2 separate regions of the Astyanax mexicanus genome follow, and region 1 is linked to region 2. A link is a contact called in public Hi-C data. All regions are on one chromosome and are shown on one strand. The core of a region is the stretch at or near the end of the contact, and the rest is flanking DNA. Distances in the headings are between cores, read along the strand shown.

Region 1 (6,166 bases), core at 1,161-3,660, 69 kb before region 2:
GGAGGTAGCGTAAGCCTTCAGGAGTGATCAGTGCAGGTAGGAAGGAGCTGTCCTGTCATCACCTTGTAGGAGATTGTAAGAGCTTTGAATTTGATATGAGCAGCAACTGGTAGCCAGTGGAGCTCAATAAGCAGTGGGGTGACATGTGCCTGTTTTAGCTGGTTGAAGACCAGATGCGCTGCTGCGTTCTGGATCATCTGAAGTGGTTTTATAACACAGGCCGGGAGGTCCGTAAGCATTGCATTGCAATTGAGGCAACATGGTGTGTAAAGGATAGTTGGTCATCAAGCATAACACCCTGTTGTGTTGAATGGAATGTTTTGCCTGTAGAACCAGAAGTTCAGTCTTATACTACGATATATACAGTACGTCACACTACGAAACCTTTGCTGAAACTCCTTTGGGTGGAGTAGATTAACACAGTGTTTGGTATGTAATGGATCATCACAAATCGCTTCAGGGGTGGATGACTGTGCCCTCTGGGTTGGGTAACTGGAAATTAATTTGCTAATTTTATGATTGTGATACTGATACTATGTGTGATACATAGATAGTTTGTGTGTCTGTGTAGTTACAGCTGTTTGTGGGGATCATGTGTACCTAGTTTTATATGATTATCATTTATAATATACTTAATAATATACTCATTATTTACTTAATTAAAAGCAACTTTTATTAGAGAGCCACACTATATTATCTTCTATTTCCTCTCAGTTTAACCCTCTTTAATGGGTATAGAACCTATTTATATACGTATTATATACATGTGTAGGGGGAATACATCATAGAAGGCATTTTTACCACCCACAGTGCACTGTGAGCCCGGATAAGTTAAATTTACTTAAAAGAGTTGAGGAAACCAGTTGCCTTAGAAAAGTTAAGTAATGGATAATAAAAACTAAAGTTAGCATAACTTCAACATCAAGTTATTACAACTAAAGAGGAAATTGATTTAACGTTTTTTTTTTGTTATACTGTAAGACCAGATAAGTTGAGATTACTGAACTTTTTTAAGGCAGCCGGTTTGCTTATTTTTTTTAAGTAATGGGGAATAAAAACTTGAGTTAGCATAAATTAAAGCATCACGTTATTACAACCAAAGGGGGAAGTTGATTTATTTTTAAGGTAGTCCAGGGGGAATCACTATGATCACACTGATGGTGAGTGTTAGTCAGAAACTGTTGGACACACCCAGTATGCAAATAGAGTAACAAAAGCCAATGAAAAAGAAACTGCGAATGACATTACATTACATTACATTACATTACATTACATTACATTTGGCAGACGCTTTTGTCCAAAGCGACTTACAATAGTTGAGTACAATGTAAAATAAGTTTAAAGGTAAAAACATCTTTGGATAGGGATAAAAGGAGGTCAAAGGGGAATAATAGGATAGAGGAGTGAAGGAGGGGAAGAAGGAAATGAGGTTAGAAGTAGTTAGTGTGTTAGAGGTGTTAGGAGAGTAGGTGCTCTTTGAAGAGCTCTGTCTTCAGGAGTCTCTTAAAGATAGTGAGAGATTCTCCTGATCTGGTAGTAGAAGGTAGTTTGTTCCACCATTGGGGAACTCTGTATGAGAACAGTCTGGATTGCTTTGTGTGAATGTTTGGCAAAGCGAGGCGACGTTCATTGGAGGAGCGCAGCGGCCGGGAGGTAGCGTAAGCCTTCAGGAGCGAGTGCAGGTAGGAAGGAGCCTGTTCTGTCATCACCTTGTAGGCGATTGTAAGAGCTTTGAATTTGAATGACAACAAACTCAGTTATTATAAGTTGGTTCAACTCAAAGATCTGTTTGAATAGTACAGTATATGTGCTCACAAATGTTTAACTAACTCAAAATAGTTGAGTATTGTTTAGAAATATCCAATTTTATGTAAAACAGACTTCAAGTTCAAACAATGTATGGGTTTACAGTGTGGACAGTAATGATCGTGACCGGCAGTGTCTGGCTAGAATTGTCCACGCACACAGACAAGCGATTCTGGCAGAAATCAGAAATCTGACATCCACATTTAGTGCAGGAGACCCTATACTCATACCCCGCAGGTCAGTGCAGCATACTTTAGCTTCTGTGGGACATGGCAAAAGTCATGGGACACAGTACTGCTGAGGTTCTCTAAAGGTTAGGAAAGGTGTAGCAGGGCAGCATTTACTAGCTATAGTAACACATAAGGCAGTAATAGAAATAGCCCCTGAAGGGAGAAATACAAATGTGTGTGTGGATGTGTGAGTGTGTGTGTGTTTGTTTATTTGTGTGGGTCAGTGTTATTCCCTAATCTCTGAGCAAATCAAACAGAAGTGCTTGTTTCAGCAGAGTGCTGCTTTAGCTCCTCTGCGCTCACTACCCACTGCCAAACACACACACACACACACACACACACACACAGCCTGCATCACTCGCTCAGTGCCTGTGTTTGGGCTGAAGTGGCATTTCAGTGCAGTATTTCTGTCACACACAAACACATTCACACACACACACACACACGCTGACAAAACTCCCTCTCAGCTCACTATAGACCACCCACTGAGCGAGCGAAAAAGAGAGAGTGAGAGATTGTCTGTCTGATTGCCTCATATTGGGTGAATCGGTGTGCGTGTGTGTGCGTGTGTGTGTGTGTATGTGTGTACATATTTATTTGTGAGTATATTATCATAAAATCTTGTAGACAGGTTTAGAGCGAGGGTGAGATATACATGTTTATTTTATTGTTCCCTGTGTCATATAGTGTGCACTTCTCTCTATCACTCTCTCTCTCTCTCTCTCTCTCTCTCTCTCAATTTCACTCTTTTTCTACATCTTCCTTGTTTTTCTGTTTTCTGTCTCTTATATCAATATCTCTCTCTGTCTCTAAGTAAATATAAATCTTTTTTTTTAGTTATTGCCCCTAAACCTAATAACTGGTGTGACAACAACAGCAATTATGCGTTTGCGATAACTGTCACTGAGTCTTTCACATCTTTGTGGAGCGAAATTATTTGCAGAATTGTTTTGATTCAGCTAAATTTTAAAAGTTTGCCAGCATGAATGGCCTGTTTCAGATCATGCCACAGCATCGTAATCGGATTTAGGTGTGACCTTTGACCAGGCCACTCGAAAACCTTTGTTTTGTTTTGTTTGAGCCATTCAAAGGTGGACATAATGCTGTGCTTTGGATCATTGTCCTGCTGCAGAACCCAAGTACACTGGAGCTTAAAGTCACACACTGGTGGGCGGACATTCTCTTTCAGGATTTTCTGTTAGAGAGTAAAATTAATGGTTCTATTGATTACTACAAGTTGTCCAGGACCTAAGGCAGCAAAGCAAATGCCAGACCATCACACCTTTGCTTCCAAAAGTTTTGTAGATCATCATGGTGTTTTTTTTTATTTTTTTGCAAATGTGAGACAATATATTGTCCTTAGTTGTTCTGGATTATTTTGTGACCTCCTGGATGAGTTGTGCATGCTCATTTGGAGTAATTTCAGCCTTTTAACCATATAAAAATGGATTTGTAACTTTTCCATACTGATATATCAGTAAATAACTTTGCAGATTGGGGCATAATGTGTTGCTTTTTGAGATCTTTTAGCTGCCTGCTTCATGTTGTCAGACAGGTTCTATTTAAGTCATTCCTTAATTCTACAGGTCTGGCAGTGATCAGGTCTGGGTGTGGCTTTTGAATGTGAACTCAGCTTTCCAAAAAATGTAGTTAATCACAGTTAATCCATGGGGACAATTTTCTCTTTCACACAGGACCAGGTTGGCTTGAATATCTTTTTTTATAATGAAATAATTTAAAAACATTTTTTTAATGTATTTATTTACCCAGGTTATGTTTGTTGGGTAATAAAATGTGTTTGATAAATTGGAAAATGTGAGTATGAAAATATGTTTTAATTTAATTTAAGGGGGCAAATACTTGCACAGCACTGTATTTTTATTGGCATGAATTGTGCACAGTAATATATATGAATAATGGTTTTAAAAAATGAATACGCAGTACAGAAATACTATATACTATAGAATGTCATTATTAATAATGTTATTAGTAGAATTTTAAAGAGATTCCTAATGATCATTATTGAGCTGAGACATATTTGGCTGCTAGGGTCTCTATTGCTCTATGTGTGTGTGGGGGGGTAGGGTGGGGTGTCTACTGGCTGTTTTCCAGGACTCTCATTAGCAGTCTTTTAAGGTCTAATTAAATAGAGAGTCAGACAGACACACACACACACATACACATAACACACACACCAACAGAAAAGCCACCAACACACTGAAGCACCTGCCCACTGGCGTCCATCAGAAGTGTGTGGACTGAGCCAGTGGTCATTCTCTTTATTTGACTGTATCTTACAGATTATTCATCTGGTATCTTACAGGATGCATTGTGCTATATTGCATAGACTAATCGACTAGTCAACTAATAAACCAGGACATTCAGTAGTCGCCAAAAGTAGGGAAATGTCCAGAAGTTGGAGAAGGGAACAACATCAGCAAAGAATGAGACAGGTTACAAAAATGGAACAAAACCATCTCTGAAAAGAGTTTAAGACCTATATTATCCTCCCAAGGAATGATCATCCAGTGAAGATGATACCAGGTATAAAGCGTGTAATAGGCTGCGATCAGAAAAGAAACGCAAGGTAACTTCTAAGCAACTGAAGTCCTTCATCAAACAGAGTTCCCCAATGGTGGAACAAACTACCTTCCACTAACAGATCAGGAGCGTCCCTCACTATCTTTAATAAACTCCTGAAGACAGAGCTCTTCAAAGAGCACCTACTCTCCTAACACCTCTAACTAACTACCTTCTACTACCAGATCAGGAGAATCTCTCACTATCTTTAAGAAACTCCTGAAGACAGAGCTCTTCAAAGAGCACCTACTCTCCTAACACCTCTAACTAACTAACTACTTCTAACCTCATTTTCTTCTTCCCCTCCTTTCCTCCTCTATCCCATTATTTCTCTTTGACCTTCTTTAGTCCCTGTCTAAATTTTTTTTTTTTTAATTGATTAAAAAAAAATTAATTGATTTTTTAAATTGTTTTTTTTTACCTTGAACTTCTATGTCTTCTATTACTAAATGTATATCATAATTGTAAGTCGCTTTGGACAAAAGCATCTAATCCATGTAATCCAACACTGGCTAATGTTAATGTTCATAAGTTTACCATCATGGAAGAACAATGGTTTGTGGATGGGTAAGACCAAAACAGACCTTTTTTGAATAATAAAGTAAAAGGAAAAAGGAAAACAATAGATTCAAGCATAAAAAAACTTTATACCATTTTTGAAACATGGTGGTGGTAGTATCATAGTTGGGCCTGTTTTTACAAGGTTTCATTTCAGAGCCCATGAAACTAAGTAGTCCATTCAAAAGAGTGAAGAACTAAAGTTTGAGCCTGTTTAGGGTGTTAAGAAGAAGCGATATCGATGTTAATATTAACACTGGAGGGTTTTTATTGCAGCACAAGCGCGTTTGTTGTGTGAGTTCAGTTCAATAAGAGGCGGATACGACCAGAAGCAGCAGCAATAATCAGGACGCTGAGGAGCCATCGACCAGAAAAGTGATGGACCCTAGAGGAGTCTCTAAGAGAGAGAGAGAAAGACAAAGAGAGAGGATGAAAGAGTGTGTGTGTGTGTGTGATAATTGACTGGAGGAGAAATTGAGTGATACTTCTGTCTTATAAAGGCATGTCGCTATAAGAATGTGCGTAAGAGTGTGTGTGTGTGTGTGTGTGATGATAGTTGCTCTATTGTTGTATTGTTGGCATAAATTGCCCAAGCCGACGCCTCTGTCTCTCAATGAGTGTTTATCAGAGAGAGAAAAGATTGAGAGAGAGAGAAAGGGACCAAACGGAATAAAGACAGAGTAAGATAAAAGAAAGCGTCAAATAAAAGAAAAAAAGAAAGGACCAAAAGCTAAACAAAGTGAACAAAATAAATAGGAGAAAGTGTGTGCGGAAATGAACGAGAGAAAATGAGGGAGGGAGAGAGTAAAGAGGGAAGAGAGAGACAAACGTACAGGAGAGAGAGAGAGAAAAAAATTTAGAGGATAGAGAAAAAAGAGATAGTGGTGAAAAAGAGAGGGAGCAATAAAAAGAAAAATATAAGAGAAAAATGAAAATGAGAGAAGATAAAAAAGAGAGAGATGGAAGGGAAAGGATCAAGGTAGAGAAGAGAG
Region 2 (6,285 bases), core at 2,743-5,242:
CATTCTGAATCATCTGTAGTGGTTTTACTACACAGGCCGGGAGGCCAGTCAGTACGGCATTGCAGTAGTGGAGGAGTGAGATTACCACAGCTTGTACCAGGAGTTGGGTGACCTGTTGCGTCAGAAACGGTAGAATTTTTTCGATGTTGTAAAGCGCAAAGCGGCAGGATCGAGCGGATCGAGCGGCAGGATCGATATACCACATTTGAGTATGTTTTCAGTTACTCTTCGAAAAAATGACAAAATAAGATCATAACTTATACTTATATTTATTTATAAATAAATTAAACACAAAAATTAGGGTATTCAAGCTGTGATTTCAGTTCGTTTTAGTTTTTTCTTTTATTTACCATTTTTATTAGTTTCAGTTAAGAAGAAATTTCACTTTCAGTTTTCGTTATTTTGTTCGTTTTCGTTAACAATACTACTTGGTTACTTAGCTATATGGTGATTATCATGCCATAGCTTTATATAAAATAAAAATAGTATTAAAAAACAGATGACTACATCACAGACTATTTCCTGGAGGCCGGCACACGGGTAAAAAACAAATATTAGTTAAATAAAAAAAAGCGTAAAAGTAAATAAACTGTGTCTGGGCGACAAAACCAAACAAAGAAAAAACAAAAAAAAATTACAATTTAAGAGCCAATAAAGTTGTACTAATCTCAAAGCAGTAACTTAACAGACAGAATACAAAGCTTTACCAGCGCTATGAGACGCAACACCTAAACAGAAGGAGCTGCGGACGCGTGACGGTTCTAGAGAAATAATTACAATTTTAATGAAAATTATTATATGGGTATATCTCCATTTTTCATACGTATGACGGTATGAAAAACTACAGTAATTTCATCAATAATTCATGCAAATTAGGGTTGGGCAGTATGACGGTTTTTCATACGTATGACGGTATGAAAAACCGTCATACGTATGAAAAACCGTCATACTGCCCAACCCTAATTTGCATGAAGAATTGATGAAATTACTGTAGAAACGATATATATCGTCATATCGCACAGCCCTACTTTATACTATATATTGTATATATGGATTGCTTGGCTGGAAGCTTTAATGCAAACAGCAACAATAGCTTAATGAACTGGTCCACACTGCAAGATATAGATTTCATGTTTTAATCTTATATCTTGCAAGTTGACAAAGCCAATGGCATATTGTTCAATGGCAGAAGTCACTAAATCAGTCAAAGTGTAGTCACCATAGTGTCACTATTAGAAAGTACAGCACTTACCTGACGTGTCCCACATATTCAGCTCAATCCGGTGTTTGTCTATCTCAAAGCTTGCTGTGTAGTTCTCAAAGACGGTGGGCACATAACTCTGGAACGACATTAGCACACACCTTTAAACACTTGCTAGTTTTAACATTTTTTACTTTCAGAGTTTTACAGTAACCTGCCAAAAGCAAGTTAAAGTGGCCCAAATCCGATTTGCTCATCAAATCCAATGTTTATTTCCAACTGTTCACACACTATTTTTTTTTTTTAAATGTGACCCAGATCTGACATTCATCTAAACAGTCTGCACTATGTAACTAATGCAGTATTGTTTCCAATAGGTACCATATATTTATGAGCTCAGTTACCCCATTATGACACCAATGAAACCCTTATTCACAACTTTCATCCATTTTCCTGTGTACTCTTATCTATTTTTCACTCTCCTCACTGCTTTTTTCTTCACCTTGACAGAAAAGTCACATGAATTCTGATCTGGCAGTTTCTGCAAATTAGATATGTATTGGATTTCAATACCACATATTGAAGTGGCCCAAATCGGATTTGAAAAGTGTCAGATTCAATGATTCAAAGTGTATTGACGTTCACACAGACAAACAAATGACACGTGTATCTGTGTCAAACAGATTTGGGCCAGCCTTAAATGTATGTTTTTAATTAAAAGTCACTGTGAAGTATTTGAATATTAGTTAATTTTCTAATTCTGTCACTACTGGTGCATTTTGACTGCGTTCACATGTTTCACAATCAATATAATACATTGTGAATGTGTTTATTACGGTGGCCGAGAAAGCCCAACGCAGTGCAAATGGAAAAGCGCTGCAAAAGCACAAAACACATCCATCAAAATTACAACACAGGCGCAGCAAATAGATAAACACGCTGCAAATACAACCACAACACAACGGAAGTGAGTCACAACACAACGGAATTTTCCCGGGGGACCTTAAAAGATGCTGTACCAGCTAAGCTGCGTCTTCAGTAACGTCTCGGACTTCACTATGTGTACAAAGGACAATAAGTGGCAAACAAGGCGTTTTGTGAAGCAGAACTTTTAATAAACATAACTTACTTTTCAGAAGCTTGTTTGCCACTTATTGTCCTTTGTATACAGCTGGTACAGCATCTTTTAAGGTCCCCCGGGAAAATTCCGTTGTGTTGTGACTCACTTCCGTTGTGTTGTGGTTCTATTTGCAGCGCGTTTTTCTATTTGCTGCGCCTGTGTTGTAATTTTGATGGATGTGTTTTGTGCTTTTGCAGCGCTTTTCAATTTGCACTGCGCTGGGCTTTCTCGGCCACCGTAGTTTATGTATAGTATTGTGATTTAGTTTTACCATTATTTTCCCCACTTAAAGACAACAGTTAAATAAATGACCAGTTTATATATTTTGTCTCATTTGTTTGATTTAGTTCTTACTTTCTAATTGTATTAAAGTTTTAGGTGGAAATAAATACAGATATATGTTAAATTCAGTTTAAAAAGTGTTTACAAACTTTTGAGAACAATTGTATGACCAGAACAAACACAAAAAAGTACAGCTCTGGAAAAAAAAATTAAGAGACCACTTCAGTTTCTGAATCAGTTTTTTCTGATTTTGCTATTTATAGGTATATGTTTGAGTAAAATGAACATTGTTGTTTTTATTCTATAAACAACAAACAACATTTCTCCCAAATTCCAAATTTAAATATTGTAATTTAGAGCATTTATTTGCAGAAAATGAGGAAGGAGTTCAGAAATCAATATTTGGTGAAATAACCCTGTTTTTTAATCACAGTTTTCATGCATCTTGGCATGTTCTCCTCCACCAGTCATACACACTGCTTTTGGATAACTTTATGCCACTCCTATTGCAAAATTCTAGCAGTTCAGTTTGGTTTGATGGCCTGTGATCATCCATCTTCCTCTTGATTATATTCCAGAGGTTTTCAATTTGGTAAAATTAAACAAACTCATCATTTTTAAGTGGTTTCTTTTTTTTCCAGAGCTATACTTTTTAAATAAAATATCTACATGTGTCACGTAATATTAGCCACATTATCCATAGTTACTGAGTTAAAGTGGTATGTGTAAACAGTGCTATGCTGTAGTTGTAGTGAACTTACCTCAGGGTAGCTGTCCTTAGCGAACACGTGCAGCAGCGCCGTCTTGCCACACTGAGTGTCGCCCACCACCACGATCTTACAGCGGCTGCCCTTCCCTTCCATCACCCGCTCCGGACCGCGACCACCGGGGAGACCGCTGTCAGCAGCAGCAGCAGCAGCGGCGGTGGGTGAGAAGGTGGGAGGGCAGAAAGTGTAAAATAGTCCTGAGGGAGTGAGAGAGCGAGACGAGCGCGGACAGAGTGCAGCTGTCTGTCTGAATCCAGAGAGAACTGAGTCAGAGAGAGAGAAAAAGGACAAAAAACAAGGGAGAGGGGGGAAAAAAAGCAAAAAAAAAAAAACCGGTAGAAAGAGTAAGAAAAGAGAACTATATGAAAGAGAGAGGTATAGAGACAGAGAGCACGCGCAGCCTCTCCTTTCCCACGGTGACACCGCGCTCGCTCCCTTTTGACACTTCGCGTCTCCAGTCTGGCGAGTGGGTCGCACCCCGCCCCTTAATCTGCATAACCACACCCACAGAACCCCCGCCGTCCAATCAAATCCCCAGATGGCGCTAATTCCTCGCCTTTGTTCTCATTCATTCCTTTGTGTGTGGCCGCGCGGAGCACTTTCATGACTGGTCACTTTTTCAGGGCACAACTTTATTATTACAGATGTTTAGGTGATATATTAGTTAAGGAATATATATATATATAATGTATATATATATATATATATATATATATATATATATATATATAATATAAATGTATTTATATATATAATGTATATAATATTATATATATATATATATATATATATATATATATATATATATATATATATATATATATATATATATAATGTGAAGGGCGCATTAAACTTTTTACGAATTTTTAATTCGAGACATGAGACACACATAATACTACTAATAAAACACTACTAATTTAGAACATCCTATTTTTTTTCTTTAATTCCATTTAAGCTTTTCAGGTCCAGTCAATATCCAGAAATGATACTAAATCCAGTATACAAAATAATAAAATAAAGAAAGAAAGAAAGAAAGAAAGAAACTTTATCGATCCAGAAGGAAATTTAGTAGACAATTAGATAAAGGATAACATAGTTACATAGTGGATACTATTATTAATTTATAAAATAAGAAATTATGTATTTACTGTGGATCTGTATTTCATGTGTGTATATATATATATATATATATATATATATATATATATATATATATATATATATATATATATATATATATATATATATATATGCATGTATATAGTATATATAGTATAATCACTGGTAATGGGATCATATTTGAAATGTGTAATTGAATGTTTGCTTCTAGTCCAGCACTACAGAAGGCATTTTAATACACTAAATTATTTTGCAGTTAGATCAGAACATAAAATGCTTCCAAGGATGGTTAAAGAAATAAATATAAATAAATAAAAAATCCCAGCCTAAAACTGTGTATGCCCCACCTCAAGCCCCCAAGACATTAACTCCAATATACATTGCCACCATGACCTTACATTACCCTACATAAAATTCTGGCACTGGGCTATTGATGACAGGGTTTTCATTTAGTCTTGTCAGCAGTTTGTTCTACAGTAGCTCTTCTGTGGGATTGGACACCCCAGGGTTGCCATCACTCCACAAGGGTGCACATGGCTCTGAAACCAGCTTCCGTTTGGCCTACTTTGGAGCACTTTCTGTCAGTACAGACCACTGTAAACCAGAATCACCCCACAAGACCTGATGTTTTTTTTTTGCAGATGCTTGGACACCCAGCCATTTAGCCATCCCAATCTAAGAGACAAGAGTCTCATACAAAACAAGAAAGCCTCTTCCACCACAAAGACCACCACACCCAGCCCAGCCCAGCTCAGCCCAGTCCAGCCTAGATTGGACTAGACCAGACCAGACAGTGATCCACACTGATGTTCTACTTATGTAAAAGTGGCTGGCTTACCATAGAGCAGATCTGTGATCAGAGACTGACGCTCTTTGTTCCTGAATTGACTGTCATAAAGTCCCCCAACCCCTCCCTACACCCTGAATGTCGAGATTTTCTGGCCTAGTTTAACAAGGCACGTTTTACTATATACAGCTCTGGAAAAAAAAAAAGAGACTTCTTAAAAATAATGGGTTTCTTTGATTTTACCAAAGTAAAAACCTCTGGAATATAATCAAGAGGAAGATGGACGATCACAAGCCATCAAACCAAACTAAACTGCTTGAATTTTTGCACCAGGAGTAAAGGCATAAAGTTATCCAAAAGCAGTGTATAAGACTGGTGGAGGACAACATGCCAAGATGCATGAAAACTGTGATTAAAAATCAGGGTTATTTCACCAAATATGGATTTTTGAACCCATAAAACATTATATGAACTTGTTTTCTTTGCATTATTTGAGATGTTTTTTATTTCAGCCATTTCTCATTTTCTGCCAATAAATGCTCTAAATGACAATATTTTTATTTGGAATTTGGGAGAAAGCTGTCTGTAGTTTATAGAATAAAAGAACAATGTTCATTTTGACTGAAACATTTACCTATAAATAGCAAAATCAGAGAAACTGATTGAGAAACTGAAGTGGTCTCTTTTTTTTCCAGAGCTGTATGTTACTATACACAAACACACACACAGTTACATATGGATCTATAAGATCCTGTGATTACACCTTGTACAGAAAAAAGCAAAAGCAACATTATCTCACTCAGACAGTGTGTAAATACGGACACCCATTGCCAAGCGAGTTGATGGCTCTGTGGTGTGCTGGCTCATGTAACTGGTGATGTAACTGAAGATTGAAGTGGCAGTGTCTTCTTGTGTATTTACAAGACAATGTCTGGATGCAGACTTTCTGGAGCTCTTTTCAATGCAACAATACAATGAGCCAAAACTCTAGTGAACAGTGATGTCACTG

What was found. A called contact is a pair of places that touch in the nucleus more often than the background predicts.
Region 1: a Hi-C map of muscle shows a contact between it and region 2, with 17 times the contacts expected there. The contact joins the enhancer-like site here to the promoter of rnd2 in region 2. A contact is called at or near these places in 2 of 3 Hi-C or Micro-C datasets (both in muscle).

What each region holds. Positions count from the first base shown.
Region 1 is chr19:35,922,660-35,928,825 of AstMex3_surface, reverse strand. No RefSeq gene overlaps it. Among protein-coding and RNA genes, the nearest start is that of rnd2, 68 kb to the right of the region's middle. Within about 2 kb of position 2,410, the one cell type or tissue checked has an H3K27ac peak away from gene starts, as active enhancers do.
Region 2 is chr19:35,855,517-35,861,801 of AstMex3_surface, reverse strand. rnd2 (Rho family GTPase 2) reads right to left here and starts at 3,992. Exons shown (of 5, transcript XM_022665048.2): 1 at 3,365-3,992; 2 at 1,253-1,340. The coding sequence starts at 3,466.